Regions from separate parts of the Triticum aestivum genome. Here regions 2 and 3 are each linked to region 1. Evidence: chromatin contacts called from public Hi-C data. All regions are on one chromosome and are shown on one strand. Each heading gives the region's core, a stretch centred on a gene start, on an enhancer-like site or on the middle of the called end of the contact. The rest is flanking DNA. Distances are from core to core; before and after follow the strand shown.

The links. A called contact is a pair of places that touch in the nucleus more often than the background predicts.
Region 2: a Hi-C map of leaf shows a contact between it and region 1, with 4 times the contacts expected there. The contact joins the enhancer-like site here to the promoter of CAT1 in region 1. A contact is called at or near these places in 2 of 5 Hi-C or Micro-C datasets (both in leaf).
Region 3: a Hi-C map of leaf shows a contact between it and region 1, with 3 times the contacts expected there. The contact joins the promoter of LOC123093607 here to the promoter of CAT1 in region 1. A contact is called at or near these places in 2 of 5 Hi-C or Micro-C datasets (both in leaf).

What each region holds. Positions count from the first base shown.
Region 1 is chr4B:615,852,503-615,857,665 of IWGSC CS RefSeq v2.1, forward strand. It overlaps CAT1 (catalase-1-like), which reads right to left and starts at 2,009. Exons shown (of 6, transcript NM_001405704.1): 1 at 1,731-2,009; 2 at 1,532-1,628. The coding sequence starts at 1,745.
Region 2 is chr4B:615,509,579-615,514,741 of IWGSC CS RefSeq v2.1, forward strand. No RefSeq gene overlaps it. Among protein-coding and RNA genes, the nearest start is that of LOC123089410, 88 kb to the right of the region's middle. Within about 2 kb of position 2,598, at least 5 of the 8 cell types and tissues checked have an H3K27ac peak or open chromatin away from gene starts, as enhancers often do. A contact at or near this core is called in leaf, where this site is marked.
Region 3 is chr4B:616,146,330-616,151,492 of IWGSC CS RefSeq v2.1, forward strand. LOC123093607 (sorcin) reads left to right here and starts at 2,075. Exons shown (of 10, transcript XM_044515600.1): 1 at 2,075-2,267; 2 at 2,357-2,415; 3 at 2,537-2,577; 4 at 2,694-2,725; 5 at 2,989-3,017; 6 at 3,190-3,226; 7 at 3,328-3,384; 8 at 4,002-4,078; 9 at 4,310-4,383; 10 at 5,007-5,163. The coding sequence starts at 2,184. The coding sequence ends at 5,029. LOC123093606 (poly(A) polymerase I) reads left to right here. Exons shown (of 14, transcript XM_044515598.1): 13 at 1-39; 14 at 547-1,245. The coding sequence ends at 846.

The DNA of each region.
Region 1 (5,163 bases), core at 759-3,258:
TAGTTCTGAATATTTTTTCAATCTCCAGCAGGCAGCAGGATGGCCCTGAATACGTAGTTACAGAATTAAACAACCGGTTGATTATTGATATGCATGGTAGTGGTACGTGACTTTCAATTGATCTTAATCTCTTTCTTTCACCATGAATGACTCATGCACCCCCGGTTGTACTGAAGAACACAAATCATTTCGTTTATTTAATTTTTGCAGGCAAAAACCTCTGTTCCTCTGTATGGGCGACGATGGCATTTTTGTGTCGTCTTCCTTCCTGAAGGCGTCGGCCGGGGACTGCTCAGGGTGGTGGAGTTGCTGGTAGTTCAGAGTCGACACGAGATGGCACGTAGGTGGAGCGGAGTGGCATCAACCGTATCGTTGACGGTGGGTCTCGGCAGCATGGCACAGTGGAGACTCGGCGTCTGATGCGCGGAGATGGACTCGCGCAGGCGGAGGAAGCTGTCTGGCGTCATGGTGGCGTTGATGGCAGAGAGGCCTGGCAAGGTCGGTGCATCAGTTCTGCCCTGAGGATTGACCGATGGAAGATGGAGGTGACGGCCCTTGCAGCATTGCCATGCTCACTGGGAGTGTGTCGGGCCGATGTGGGACCCAATTCAGGTAGTGGCTTAGATGGGACACCCGGCTTTAGATGTTAGGCTTTGGTGCGATGTGTGTTTGGTATTAGGCACGGACACATTCATCAAGGGATAGGAGTAGCAACAACGTTATCAAGATAGTGGTTTCAGGCTTATTGATGTATCACCTTGTATGGTTTTTGTGAATAATTAATAATATGGCTGCATGCATCGTCCAGATGCAGAGCTCGGGGTAAAAATAATTTTTGCAGGAAAAAAGCCCAAATCACTTGAAATTGGCTTCGTCTGAACTTGCATAAACCATTTTTTTTGTTGGATGGGTTACAACTCTAGTCTGCCAAACTGCGTGTCAGGAGAAAACTCTCTTTGTAGATTTATGATCAGATTTTTAACAAATACTAGATCGGTGCTGAAGCATGGTACAATGTTTGTTTCAGAGTTTACAAAGAACAACCTACTTTACATGGGCAGATCATGCAGGGGATGGTTGTGTTGTAGTACTAATAATTACATACAGGAATTCGGTTTCAGTGTGATAGGTATTACGGCAGTCATTCACAAACATGAAGTAAGTAAGTCAGTCAGTCTTGGTAATCTTAGGCCTAGCTTAGTTCTTTGGCCCAGGCCAGGTTTGTGGCTGGGCGCTGTGAAACGGTGTTGATGTGGCTGATTTTGGCCTCGCTTGACAAAAGTTGTGGCTGGGGGAACCCCCTTAATTTCAAAGCAGAAAAAAAAAAACAGGAAGAGACTATTCACGTACTAGGATGCAAGCTCAAATTCACTGGAGGAGCGGCCAAAAATTAAGCAAGTAGTACTATAGTACCAAGTACCAAGTTTCATTTTCCGCCAGTATTAATTCTGGACGTACGTGCGTACTTTGCTTGCTACAGTAGTGTGGCCATGGGTCGTAGGAAAAGCATGGTGAGCACAGGTGTGAGTACCTCGGGATCCGACGGTGAGGGAGTTGTCGTTGTTCCAGACGGGCGCGCCGGAGTTGGTGCTCCACATCGGGGCGTTGAAGGAGCTCGACGGCCGGTACTGCGCCACACAAGCGACACGAAACTCCCATCAAAACCAAAGCCATGAACCAGCACGAGGCGCGAGTTAACAGCTGAGCAGCGGAGAGAGCAGAGCACGCACCTTGTAGGGGTCCATGGCGAACGGAGGAACGGTCGGCGGGCGGACGGCCGGCGGTGCGCTCGCGGAATGACGACTAGGCGAGCCTCGCCCCGCGGCGCCGATAGTTTTATAGCGGGAACGAGAGGACCGTAGAGATTTGTCCCCGTGCCGGATCGACGCTTCTGGGCCTTCGATCGTTCGTGGGCGTACGTGTGCTTCTGCCTGCTCCGGGGGTCGGGTGGGCGGATACGGGCCGCGCGCGCCTCATCCACACGCGCCCCGGCGGGCGCTCCCCGGCCAGAATAAAACGGGCAGTTTCCGGCGTGACCATCGGATAAACGCGGGCGGGAAATGGAACTGGGTGTGAACGGGGCGGGGGATGCGAATTTGGCAGATGCCGTTCACATGGCCCGCACGCGAGGCGACCGTGGCACGGCGGAAGAGACGCCTCTGCCTATCTATCGCGTGCAGGTGCGGCACCATCACCGTCTTGCCCCGGAGGCACTAGAGCTAAGCCAAGGGAGAGTTTGTTTGTTCGTTTCCCGCTACTAGGAGCCACCACACCTCTTCTCTTGATCTAAAGATGATTAAGAATTTACCTTTCACCTCAAATGTGTAGTGAACCGCGATGCTACACGTCGTTGGGCCCTGTACCTACCGACTGGTGTTCAATTCCTTGGCATCACGACTTGCGCGTTGTTAGAAATAGAGATAGAATCTACTGTATTGTAATCTCAACAAACTCTATCTCTCCCTCTCCCTCTCGTATCTATCTCCCCTTGTTATAACGACCGAATCATGAAACGATCGGTCCTGCCTTGTAAGCCACGACAGGGGCGATTCCTGTCCCTAATCAATATAAACCAACGCGGCTCCTCATCGAGGAGTAGGAACGCTTCCATCTAACATGGTATACAGAGCCATCCTCTTTCCATCGATCTAGCCAGAAGCTTTCTTCCTCGTTCACCCTCGCCATCGCCATGTCGTCCTCATCCACCGTCATCCTCAACCTTGGAGCCCTACCATCCGAGAAACTTACCAAAACCAACTACATCATGTGGAAGGCACAGGTCATGCCGGGCCTGCGAGGAGCGCAGGTCACCGGCCTCCTCGACGGGTCAGACGTCGCGCCACCGAAGACGGTGCAGCGAGAGCAGACGGACAAAACCGTCACCACGGAGCCCAAACCGCTGTATGCACAGTGGATATCAAAGGATCAACAGGTTCTGAGTCATCTTCTGAACTCCTTGTCAATGGAGATCCTCGCCCAGGTTGCGAGCAAGGAGACAACCTTTGATCTCTGGACTGCCATCACCACCTTGTTCTCCTCGCAGTCCCAATCCCGCATCACCAATCTGCGGATTGCCATCACCAACACAAAGAAGGGCTCCATGTCCAGCAGCGCCTACATCTCCAGGATGAAGAACCTGGGGGACGAACTCGCAGCGGCAGGACGTCCCGTCTCGGATCCAGAGATGGTGGATTATGTTCTCGCCGGCCTTGACAGAGATTATGATCCTGTTGTGGCAGCAGCTATTGGCGCAATCAAGAACCAGATCACAGTTGATGACTTGTTTGCTCAGATCGCGGCGTTCGATCAGCGAGTCGAGATGCTTGGCGATGGGCCTGACGGGGGTTTCAAAACCTCTGCAAATTTGGCGTACAGGGGGCGCGGACGCGGCTACAGCAGGGGCCGCGGGCACAGCAGCAGCAGAGGACGCGGCCGTGGCAGGCGTCCTTCCCCGACTCCATCTGGTGGCCACGGCGGCGGCAGAGGTGGTCGCGGTCGCCCACAACAACAACGACAGCAGCAAGAACATGATTATCCAGAATGTCAAATCTGCTACAAACATCATCCAGGAGGTGCTCGTGATTGTTGGCATAGGTATGATGAAGATGAACCCGAGGAGAAGAGTGCAAACATGGTCACCAACTCCTATGGCGTCGACGCGAACTGGTATGCAGATACCGGTGCTTCACATCACATCACCGGCGAGCTGGACAAGTTGACGTTTAAGGAGAAGTACCATGGACATGATCAAGTACACACCGCAAGCGGTTCTGGTATGAAAGTTGCTCATATTGGTCATTCAATCGTTAAAACCCCTAAAAAAACCTTGCATCTAAACAAAGTTCTTCATGTCCCTGAAGCCTCACAAAATCTTCTTTCCGTTCATCGATTTACCTTAGATAATCGTGTCCTTATTGAATTTTACCCTTATTTCTTTTTGGTAAAGGACTTGGACACGAGGAGAATCCTTCTTAGGGGCAAATGCGTGGGAGGTCTCTACCCACTTATATATTCGTCATCATCATCGAATAAACGAGCCTTTGTCGCTATCAAGCCTTCATCATCCAAGTGGCATAGTAGATTAGGTCGCCCTTCATCAGTCATTGTTAAATTTGTTCTTAGCAAGAATAAACTTCCTGTTTCTCATGAGATAAGTGAGTCGATTTGTGATCCATGTCAACAGGCTAAAAGCCATCAACTTCCATACCCTGTATCTACTAGCATATCTACTGCACCCTTGCAACTAGTTTTCTCAGATGTTTGGGGGCCAGCTCCTACTTCAGTCGGTAGATACTCATATTATGTAAGCTTTATTGATGATTATAGCAAGTTTACATGGATCTATCTTCTTAAGAAACGGTCTGAAGTGTTTCAAGTTTTCACAAACTTTAAAAATCTTGTTGAAAGAAAACTAGACACTAAGATCATCGCCATGCAAACCGACTGGGGAGGTGAATACAGGAAACTGAATTCATTCTTTCAGCAACTTGGTATTTCTCATCATGTTGCATGCCCCCATGCGCACCAGCAAAATGGTTCAGCAGAAAGAAAACACCGTCATGTTGTTGAAGTAGGCCTAGCTCTACTCGCAAATGCATCTATGCCACTAAAATTCTGGGATGAAGCATTCTTAACTGCCACACATCTCATCAACTTGCTCCCTAGCAAAGTCATCAATTTTGAGACTCCTATCACACGTCTTTTTGGCACTAGCCCAGATTACAAGTCTCTGCCTGTCTTTGGTTGTGCATGCTGGCCTAACCTACGGCCATATAACTCACGCAAGCTTGCTTTCCGTTCCAAACGATGTGTTTTCCTGGGATATAGTCCTATTCACAAAGGAGTAAAATGTCTAGATGTCTCTACTGGCAGAGTTTATATATCCCGTGATGTTGTTTTCGATGAGTCCATTTTCCCTTTTGCCTCTCTTCACCCTAACGCCGGAGCCATTCTTAAGAAAGAAATCCTTCTTCTTCCTCCAAACCTTCGGAATTTTGAGCAAGGGGGCGATGATTGTACTGACCAATATGACACTTCAATCAGTTCTAGTGGTGCATCTGTTCATGTGCAGGGTCATGGAGAAAACGCAGGAGAAAACGGTGCTCAAAACAATCAAGATTTGGCACAAAACGGCCCTATATTGCATGTGTTGGAGGAAGAAGA
Region 2 (5,163 bases), core at 1,348-3,847, 340 kb before region 1:
ATAGTGATCATAGCAAGTGCATGATCAATTTATGTTGATGATCATGTTGTACAACTTTGTTGTTGTTGATGTATGTAAAAAAACTTGACACCTCTCATGGTTGTTGTATGATAGATGCAGTAGGGTATTTAGAGATTCTAATGTTGTTAGGTCATCTTACATTTATCTTGATAGAATTGCATCTTACTAACCATTTCTTCAGTTAACTTCATACACTTCTTTAGTTAACATTTGAAAGCACACACTACTTCTTACTGACCATTTCTTCAGCTAACACTTGAAAGCGGACACTCAAGTTGCACAAACTCAAATCAGTTATCCCAATCAGAGCACACACTTAAATCAGTTCTCCAAACTACAATCTGTGAACACTTAAGTTCAAACTGCAAAACATACACTGACATAACAATTCACTACAAAGACCATTTAGAAGGACCATATCCTAGTTCTCAAAACATTACATCAGACTAAAACTGAATTTAAAATAGTTTAGAACTCGCCTTTTAATTGAACTTAAACTACACATAAATAACATAGCACAAAAAACACTTCTTCACTACCTAGAGCTACGACATCTCCAGGTCCGTGCCGTCAACCCTCCCACGCCAACACACGAACTCGTGCTCACGAACGAGGCATTTACCTTCAGTAGGGAGGTATGCATCCGACAAATCTTTGGTCATCAGCTCACCATGGTCAACCAAAGTTGTTAGATTGATGATGATAGTGTGCTTCAGGGTATGCCTAGACATCAGTGTTGTTGGAGGGGGTGGTGACTCGCATTTGTCATTGTTGCAAGATGGTTTGCTCCACGTCTACATCTTGGGCTTGGTGGCATCCAGCTCCAGAACCTTGGGAACCTTACACGGATTGTGGAACAACATGTCAATGACCAGATCGTGCTTTTTTCCTCTCAACACAATCTCGATGAGCTCACTGCCTAGTTTGGTTAGGACACCGTTGACGCCTTCGGCTCTCGCGCCTCGTCGGTCAGCCCTTTGAAGCTAACCATGGTCTTGTATTCTGGCGAGCCGGGCGTTGCACGCACTCGCATTGGTGACTCTGGGACACGTGTGCAAGTCGTGCCATCAATGAAGGTGAGCCATTGATCGTGAGGAGGGGTGGCTAACTTAATGCTCACCTGCGATAGTGTGACACATGTGTTCTTCTCCAGGATGTCTAGCAGGGCAGCGGGCGTTGTCAGAGTGTGTACTCAGGACACCAAGGTTCAAGGATACCCCGTATTTGTGAGTTCGGCCATGGGCTAAAACACTTTGTCAAATCACAACCCAAAGATCATGCACGGGCAAAGGGATTTTTATGTAGGTTTAGGCCATCATATGAGCCTAAATCCCTACTTCTATAGGTATTGATATGAATTGGAGGAGTCCAAGTGCTTTTGTGTTATAATGAAGGTGGTTGGGGTGCGAGCAGTGGTGGTCGGGGTCTAGGTAAAGTGCTCGAACACTTCACATGGCCTCACAACGCTTTTCTTTTCACCGGTATTCTCCGTACGCCCCTCGCCCTTCTTCCTCCGTTCATTAATCTCCACTACCACCCAGAGTAATGTCGACATACCTTCCTCCTTCCATGATGATGCCTGGTCCTTCTCTTCTCCTGCCTCCCCAGCCTATGATTTGTTCTGCCTCGCCGATGATAGCTGGCCGCCCTATGACCCAGGCTTATCTCCTTCGGCATTGGCACCTCTGACAGAGTTGCGACCTTATCTAGAGAAGAAGGAATAGAGGAAAGAGAGGAAGTGCCAAGAGAAGGAGGAGGCAATGACCTTCTTTCACATACAAAAAAAAGAAGCTCTAGATCGATGAGACCAATGCTCGGACAAGAACAACGAGATGAAGCTCGCGCTAATCTTGAAGGAAGTGGAGATCATGACGGTGAACTTGAACAAGAGTCTTAAAGAAAGAGCTTGGTTCGAGAGAAAGCAAAAGGAGATGCTCGAGCTAGCGTGATCATCTTATGTTTGTCCAATGCATGAACTATGGACGAGACACAATTCTTTTGTGTGCCGGCATGAATTCTAAACCATGGCCGGTGTTGCAGATTATTTGTATGCAGGCCGACATGAATCTTAGCTTTATTTGTCCAATCTAAATAGCTATGTATGGTGATGCAAAATATATTTGTTGGAAAAACTCTGGCTACATGGAGCAAATAGGTCAGCCTGTTAGGCGCACTGGCGAGATTTGCGCAAACAAGGGCGGATGCCACGCCTACAACCGATTCAGACGGACAAAAAACGGACCAAATTCGCGTCCGTTTGCGTCGGCCGTTGGAGATGCTCTAAGACGAAAGAGTATGATGGCCACCATTGGAAAACCGCGACCGTACAAACCTGGCCTCGTGCAAGTTTCTGAAAATAGAAACCTTGATAAATCATTGGAGGTCCATCGATCTAACTAAAATCACATCAAAATGTGTAGCTAGCTAGATACTCCTATAAGTAACCACCAACGTCAACAAATGTACGGCAATCAACTCTTGGGGTCCACCTCTCTCCGTCCAGCCAGGTGTCACAGTCACACTCCTCCGGTCCTCCCCCCACGTGGCCACGGACAAACCCATCTGCCTCCACTTGCCCATCTTGCGTGCGCAATAATCAGGTCCACAGGGGCACAGTACCTCGCGTGTGCCGACATCCATGGGACACATACAACAGTCGGTATCGGTAGATCATTTTGACAATATGTGCAACAGTCGGTATAAAGGGACACATACAACAGTAGACATGATCATTTTGACCACCGGAACACCAGTACGAGGCTAGCACGTTTTAGTCATTACGGAGTATATAATTTTCTATGCATTGCAACGAGATTTAATATTCTAGTACATTAACCCGTGATTTACTTGTTCATATTAGTGTGATTGTGCATTTATCACAACATGGCGGTGATTTACATATCTAAATGAATTTGAGGATCTTAACATAATTGCCTATGAAATAAAATAAAATTTTATTTGGCAAGTCAATAAGAGACGAGACAGTTAAAGCAGTTTTCAAGCAAAATGGTGAAAACACAAGAGGTGGGAGAGGAAAATCAAAACGAAGAGAATGAAGGGGAGGGGGCTTACTTTAAGTCGGAGGAAGGACACGGTGAAGGGGAGGGGGCTTACTTTAAGCCTTACATTTCATTTTAGGTAGGCGAGATTTGCAACTAGTCCACCCCCTCGTATATGGCTAGCTACCAGTAAAAATATCAACTCGAGCGCAGTTGCAGCTCAACTATTGAATGTGATAATAAGATGACATAGGTGAACATAATATCATTAGCATTGTTATGACAAATATTCATGCCAAAAGCATAGCTACATGTGTTGTTTTTTTAGAACGAAGGCTCACGACGAGCCCGGCTTTGAATTAACAAAGCCATCAACCGGCCAGAATTACAGCAACAACCCACTTACAGGAGCAGAAAAAGAAAAAACAGCTAAGAGATACAAGGTGCTCTGCAACAGCTAGCTAGCTTCACGCAACCTACAAGCAAAGATGAAGAAAAACTAAAGCCCAGGAGCAGCTTGAAGAGAGTGAAGCCCTCCATCGATCGCAATCCATCGCTCAGTGACACCAGGGAGGCCTTGAGAAGACACAACTTGCAGATTGGAAGAAACACGTTGTCAGCTCCATGGGCTGCGGCCAAAACGGATACACCCTTCTCCATCTCCGAAAGGGGCTCCCTGCCCCCTCGCCTGGCTCGAGGCGCCGATCCGTCGGAATATGGAAACACTCTCCCTAGAGCTAGGGTGATTAACCGCCACCGAAGCCACCGGGAAGACCAAACCAGAGCGCCGCCAACATGCAGCGCCGGGCTCAACAAGGAGAACCTTGGCACTGAGAGGAACTGCACACGAGGAGAAGCAAATGCACGGCGCGAGACTGTTGATGACAAAGCTGCAATGGAGGAAGCTAAACAGCCTCCAACCACGTAGCCGCCGAACGCCTACCAATGGAGCAGACTCGCCATCGCCCCAAAACACACCCAAGGCGGCACCTTCATGAAGGAGACGGCGCCACGGGCGTCGCTGCCGCCCAATCCTGATGGATTTTGGCTTTCGCCCGGAAACGAGCAGGGGAGAAAGGCAAAAGGGGGAGGGAAGTACAAAAACGGCGCCTACATGTAGGGGACGGCGCCCGCGGGCGTCGCCGCCGTCATGGCCGGCTGAGTCGGCCTGGGTTTCTCCGGGCACTCCACCGCCCCCAGCCCCAGCTTCAAACACGGCGCCATCAGCCAGGGACGACCGAAGACCGGATCTGAGAGGGGATCTGAGCGTTGGAGGCGAAGGCGTCAGATCCGGACGGGGGCCCCCGCAGCCCGGTGTCCAGTAGCCTCCACCCGCCGCCACCTTGCCGCCCGAGCGGCCAAGGCAGCCGGCCAGCACCCGCGGCCGCCGCTGGCTGAGAACGGCGTCGCGCCACCACCCGAGGCCGCCGCCTCGGCTCCAGAGCCCCCCGCGCGTGACAGAGCAGGCAGATCCTCGCCGCCATCTTCCTCGGCGGCCGCGCGGCTTGCCGGCGACCCCCTCCGGTGGCGACGAGGTAGAGGGGAAGGGGAGGGGGCCCGGCGGTGGCTAGGGTTGGCGCCGCCCGAGTCGCCCCTGCGGGAGCGACGCGGGGGCCGGGGGGGGGAGGGGGAGAACTTGGTCCAGTCTGATGAAGTGACCAGCTACATGTGTTGTGCCATATTCTTGTTCATTTCTGTGTATTTGCGAAGAAAGGGATCATTCTTTTCCCATCTGAAAGTAACTCAGATGGCATGACTCCACCATGATGTTAGAGCGTCTACAGTCGGACTTGCCAAATCTGCCCCCACCCCCTATACGCCCGCGGGCGCGTCCGGGCGCATCCGTGGACAGCGCTGGGCGACACCTCATATGTTGCCGCACATCCACACACACCCTATTCGGAACATCAAATCCATGAAATTCATGCACATCGATCATACAATACAAATTATCCCAATTCAACAGTTCGAGACAAAGAAAAACAAAGCATAGTTCAACAAAGCAAAGCATGTCGGACATGCCAAAATGAAATCAATGTGCAAGCGTGATGGATCAGTCCTTGGCTGGCCGGATCAGTGGCCGGACGCCATCCGTGCCGCCTGCTCCGAGCCCATCCTTGCATAATACAGGTGTGGCGCGGGA
Region 3 (5,163 bases), core at 825-3,324, 290 kb after region 1:
GTGGTCAGATATCCGGGGGCATCACAATTTTCAGGACTTGTAAGTACCGCTTTAGCATATCGTAATTCCCAACCGTGCATCTTCACACCAGCAGTTCTTACATTTTTATTGAATTTTCTGTTTTCCTGTTCTGGGAGCAACTTAAGTTATTTTCCTGTTTCCAGGCTGAATCAGCAGTGCGTTTTGTGAAGCGCTTTTTAATTGCATCTTTAATCTTTAAATAGTTTTTTAGATTGTTTCTATGCTCTCAAATATTGGTATCAGTTTATTATCACTTCCACACGTTTCTGTTTTACTGGGCAAATAGAAAAAGAAAACAGTGGTTGGGGCTCTTATTGATGTCACTTGAATCAATATTGCCTAGCCATTTAAGTTAGCACACAATACACTGATGAATCACTGCCAATTTTAACAAGAGAATATGCACGGATGTAGCAGAACAGTCGCTATATAGTTTAGTTAAATTGCTAATTGCCTCGTATATTTGTTCTCAAGTCAGTCGATAATCATCATGCATACTAAGATTTCTCGTGGGTCTGTTCCCAGGTTTTTGTATCAGTCAGGGAGAAGGGCAGAGTGTTGGGGATATTTAACGGCCTTGATTCTGACCTAACTTCATATGACGAGAGAAGAGGGATGCATGGGATTGACTATAAGTTGCTGGAAGACGGAGTTACTGCCGAGGTCCGATTTGTTCTCGGAAAAGTGATCATGGACACCATGAGTGCTGAGTCACCGTGTGCATCCACCGATGATGCTGCTGCTTTGCCAAGGCCAGCGGCGGATGTTACTGATGCAAACCATTGTCTACTGTCCACGTTATTTCATAGTGGTGAATCGGACTGAAGTAGCAACACCCCATCTGTTTTAATCAATGTTGGTAAGCACATTGAAGCCCTCAGATTTGATGGCGTGAAGTTCAGGATGGCCAATACGAACACAATGCTAAGATTATGTCGGTCACTGAACTTACCTTGGGAGGATGCCCTCCTGGTTGTGCAGAAGATCAAGCGTAGGCTGTAGACAAGATACATGTAAGGTTTATCTTGTTCAATTTCTTCCGTTTACTAGGCATGTAAGTGACGTGAGCTAGAGTTAGAGTGCTGTCAGCATGTGGTTGCATTTGCAAAAAATCAATAAGAAAGTGAGCTGGGCTTAGGGAAAATGGAGCTCTCCGTTTTTATCAATTGCTTCTATGTTCATGCAAAAAATGAAAGGAGAGGCAATCTACTGCTTCAATTGTGATGATTGTTGTGTTCTTAGGGCAAATTATGCTTCTCAGCGAAGTAAAATGCTACTCCCTCCGTTTCGAATCATAAGATGTTCTAACTATTTTCTGAATCAGATTTATATAGACGCTTTTTAGTGTGTTTGTCCAATTTGAAGTGTCCAAAACATCTTCAATTGCGGGGAATTCCATTGGTTACTTTTGCCTAAGATACGTTTCGACTATTTGCATGGATTTTAATAAACAGATAAAGGGTAAATGTTGAAGAGGTGCAGGTAATAAATAGGAGGAAAAAAGAGAAGACAAGAAAACCGAAAATATCAAGTACCTAAACTGTTTAGATAAGAAAGCTTAGGATGGCACTTCAACAATTTAGTTCCTGCGATAGTTTTGGACGTGCAAATTCCGTTTCAATAAATTTGGTAATATTATCTGGTGAACGTCAGCTGGGAAAGGGGTGGCAAGCGAACATCTTTTTCTACAGTTTTAGTTGAAAAGCGAGATCAAACTGTGTCAGTCCTAGAAAGAAAATGCCCTTCTCTAGAAAAACTGTCATGCTGTTCGGAAGAAACTGCCACCCCTCATACAACTAAAACTACCATCAAGATGTTCACAAATGCCAACTCCTCCCAGCGAACGTTCGCTGGCCAAGAGGGTCCATAAATTTACGGAATGATAAATTTCGAACGTTTGGATTTTAAGCATGTCACACCAAACGTTTTTTTTATGACAACTTTAGTTGAAGCGAGGTTGACAAACGTAGCAATTTTTGACAAAAAATAAACTAGGACAAAATTTATTATGGCCCTCCCCGGAGGCTGCGAAAATACATATACGTGTATGCGGATTCCGTATTCTAGCCTCGAAGGCGGAAGTTCTCGAAGACGTAAACCTGCCAGCTCCCTCCCCAACCCCTGGAAACGCTCTGGTAGTCTCCGCCGCGGGAGAGGCGGAGATGGAGAACGCGGTGGTGCTCCGGGAGTGGTTCGACCGCGTCGACGCCGCCGGCACCGGCAACATCACGGCTCCTCAGCTCCAGGTTCTCCCTATCCCCTCACGCCCCCTGCTCGTAAGCGCCTGCGACCAGAATTCGACCACTAACGCGCGAATCCGCTCTCCTCCCGCCAGAGCGCGCTGGCCGTGGGCAACCTCGACTTCCCCCTCTCCGTCGTGCAGCAGATGATCAGGTGGTTCTCCTCCTCTGGCCGCCGGGGCTTTCGCCTTGCGCGCTCTGCCTAATTTATCTGATGACTCGAGCTCATTTGGGGATTGGAAGGGTCAATGATGATATCTGTACTGTATGTGCAGGATGTACGACTTTGATCGGAACGGCACCATGAGCTTCGAAGGTTAGCCGCTCCTATTCTGCATGAAAGTTGACCATTGACTCCATGCCGATGCCGTGATCACTTGGAAAGATGATTTGATTTTGACCTCGCTTGCTGTATCCCTTTGTATTTTGCAGAGTTCTTGGCTCTTAACAAGTTCCTTCAGAAGGTATGTGGGGTCTCTGTTTCGATCTGTCATTTGTCTTTCCTTTTAAAAAAACCGATAGTCTTGTGGCCGTGGTATTTGAAGTTTGTAAAAAACTGGATTGTTAAGTAAATTGGCCCGGTACTCTGTACTGAAGTTACACTATATGGTATGGTGCGCTACACTACATTTCGGAGGAGTGAGCTTCATTGTAATGCATTCTTAATAATTCCATGCTTCCTGTTTGACTTGATTGTTTATATGCCCTACTCCTTTTCAATTTGCAGGTGCAGACTGTTTTCTCCTCCCTAGAAAGGTATCCTGTTTCATGAGTTTTCAGCCATGTGCGACATTCCTAAATTGTTCAAGTGCCACTCTAAACTTTGTTACAGTTTGTATTTTTCTTGAGTTTAGGTGTTCAGTGTGTTTGTGCGTGTGTTTTGAGAAATCATTCTTGTCTACTTTTCTTATCCTCTCCTTAATTCCAGGGGCCGTGGATTTCTCAGCCTTGAGGATGTGTATGAGGTGATATGTTAATTTCTCTAGTTTTGATATGTACTGTCAACTGTGTCCCATATGAGCAACATTACATGATTTTGTTTTAATTCCCTCCATGTTCTATGCAGGCGTTAATCAAACTCGGTTTCTCTTTGGATTCACCTGCCTTTTACACTGTCTGTGAGGTACTTCACTTTCATTGCTACTGCATGGTTGATCCTAGGATTATTCATGTCTAGCTTTAGAGAGTTCACAGGCTCTGCTAAAAGGCATCATGAGCTTGTGAGGAACTATTGCAGTGATACTGCATTTGAAGGGTGAACCTGTCCAAATTTCAAACTTAAGATGAGGAATTTATTTATCCTAAGCTGTCTTTCTTGCAAATTGGAGCATCTAGGTGTAAAACTAGTGTTCGTCAATCGCCCACCGTTGCTGTTAAGAAAACTAGTGTTGGTCGGTGAAGTACTAAGATGAGTTATTTGACCATGGGTTTTCCTATTTGAGCTTGAAATGGGTCATGCAACTGAGAAAGTGCAGGTGGAAACTGAAGTCAACAACGAATATAAAATGAAGAATATGCAGTATATCCCCATAAAAAAAAGGAATTTGCAGTATGACAGAACTTGAGAAAATGTTCCTTTAGCATTCTTTTCTTCATTCATCCGACCATATCCATTTCCTACTTACGCAGCCTAGAGCCCTTGGCTAGTACTAGTAACGAAGTAAGTACCTGTAGCTGCATTTGTGCTTCTTATTCTTTACTTCATTTTGTTTCGCTAATTTCATACTTGTCCATTCTCAGAGCTTCGACAAGAGCAAGAAAGGGATGGTTCGTTTGGATGAGTTCATATCGATCTGCATCTTTGTGCAGTCAGCTCGGTATGCACAGCATGGTTCCGACGTGCATTTCAATGTTTCACAGTACACAGCTGTTGGACATCTTCTGCTTTGCAACTAAAACCTAATTGTAGACTGGTCTGTGGTTACTTGATTTACATTTGAATAACAAGGAACATTTTGCAGAAATGTGTTCCGTGATTTATCTCTCTCAAAGTACCATGTGCTAAATTTTACTCCGAATTACTGATGAAACATTTTGTCGGTTTCCAGTAACTTGTTCAGCTCATTTGACACAACCAAGCAAGGGAAAGTGACTTTGGATTTCAACCAGTTCGTCTACTGCAGTGAGTTTCCGCCCCTCCTGTATCTACGCAACTGCTTATATCTCATGCTCGTCAGAGTCTAGACAACCTTATACATTCCTCGAAGACGGATGAAACGTTTTACCACCCTTGTTCACTAACTTGCATCTGTCCGCATAATTCTACAGCGGCAAACTGCAGGATATAGCTGTATTACCTGAAACCTGTACATGGAAGACCAAAAAAGAAATGCCACCCATCACCGGAACCACATGCCGGAGAATGTTCTGGTGGCACATACATTTGGAAGTCCCAAATTCCAAGTCATCATTTGGTTTATATTCGTAGTGTTCATCAGATATTGTGTGATTTTAATACCATCCAGGGCTGTACACACACACACACACACACACAACGAAAATGAGAGCATGCTTATGCATGACTGTATGCTTTGTGATTCTGCATCTGGAAGCCCAGGAAGTGTACCATGTTTGGATTATTATTCTCCCACTTTTTTGCTCCCCCTATTCTGCATGAACTCCAGGGAGAGTTGACAGACCATTGGTTCCTCCATGATGTGATCACTTACTTGAAACGATGACTTGAACCATTATTATTTTTGGGTTGGCGTTGTTTAAACTCTCCGCTCCCTTTTCAATTTGCAGGTGCGGAGGCGGAGTATATATGATATGCAGCCAGCCATGCATGTCTGACATCCATAAATTGTTCAATTTTTTTTTTGAGGACAAAGCTAAGCTTTATTGATCATAATCCACATGAAGTGGGATGCAAGTCGGATTATGAGGGTTAGCCAACCACATG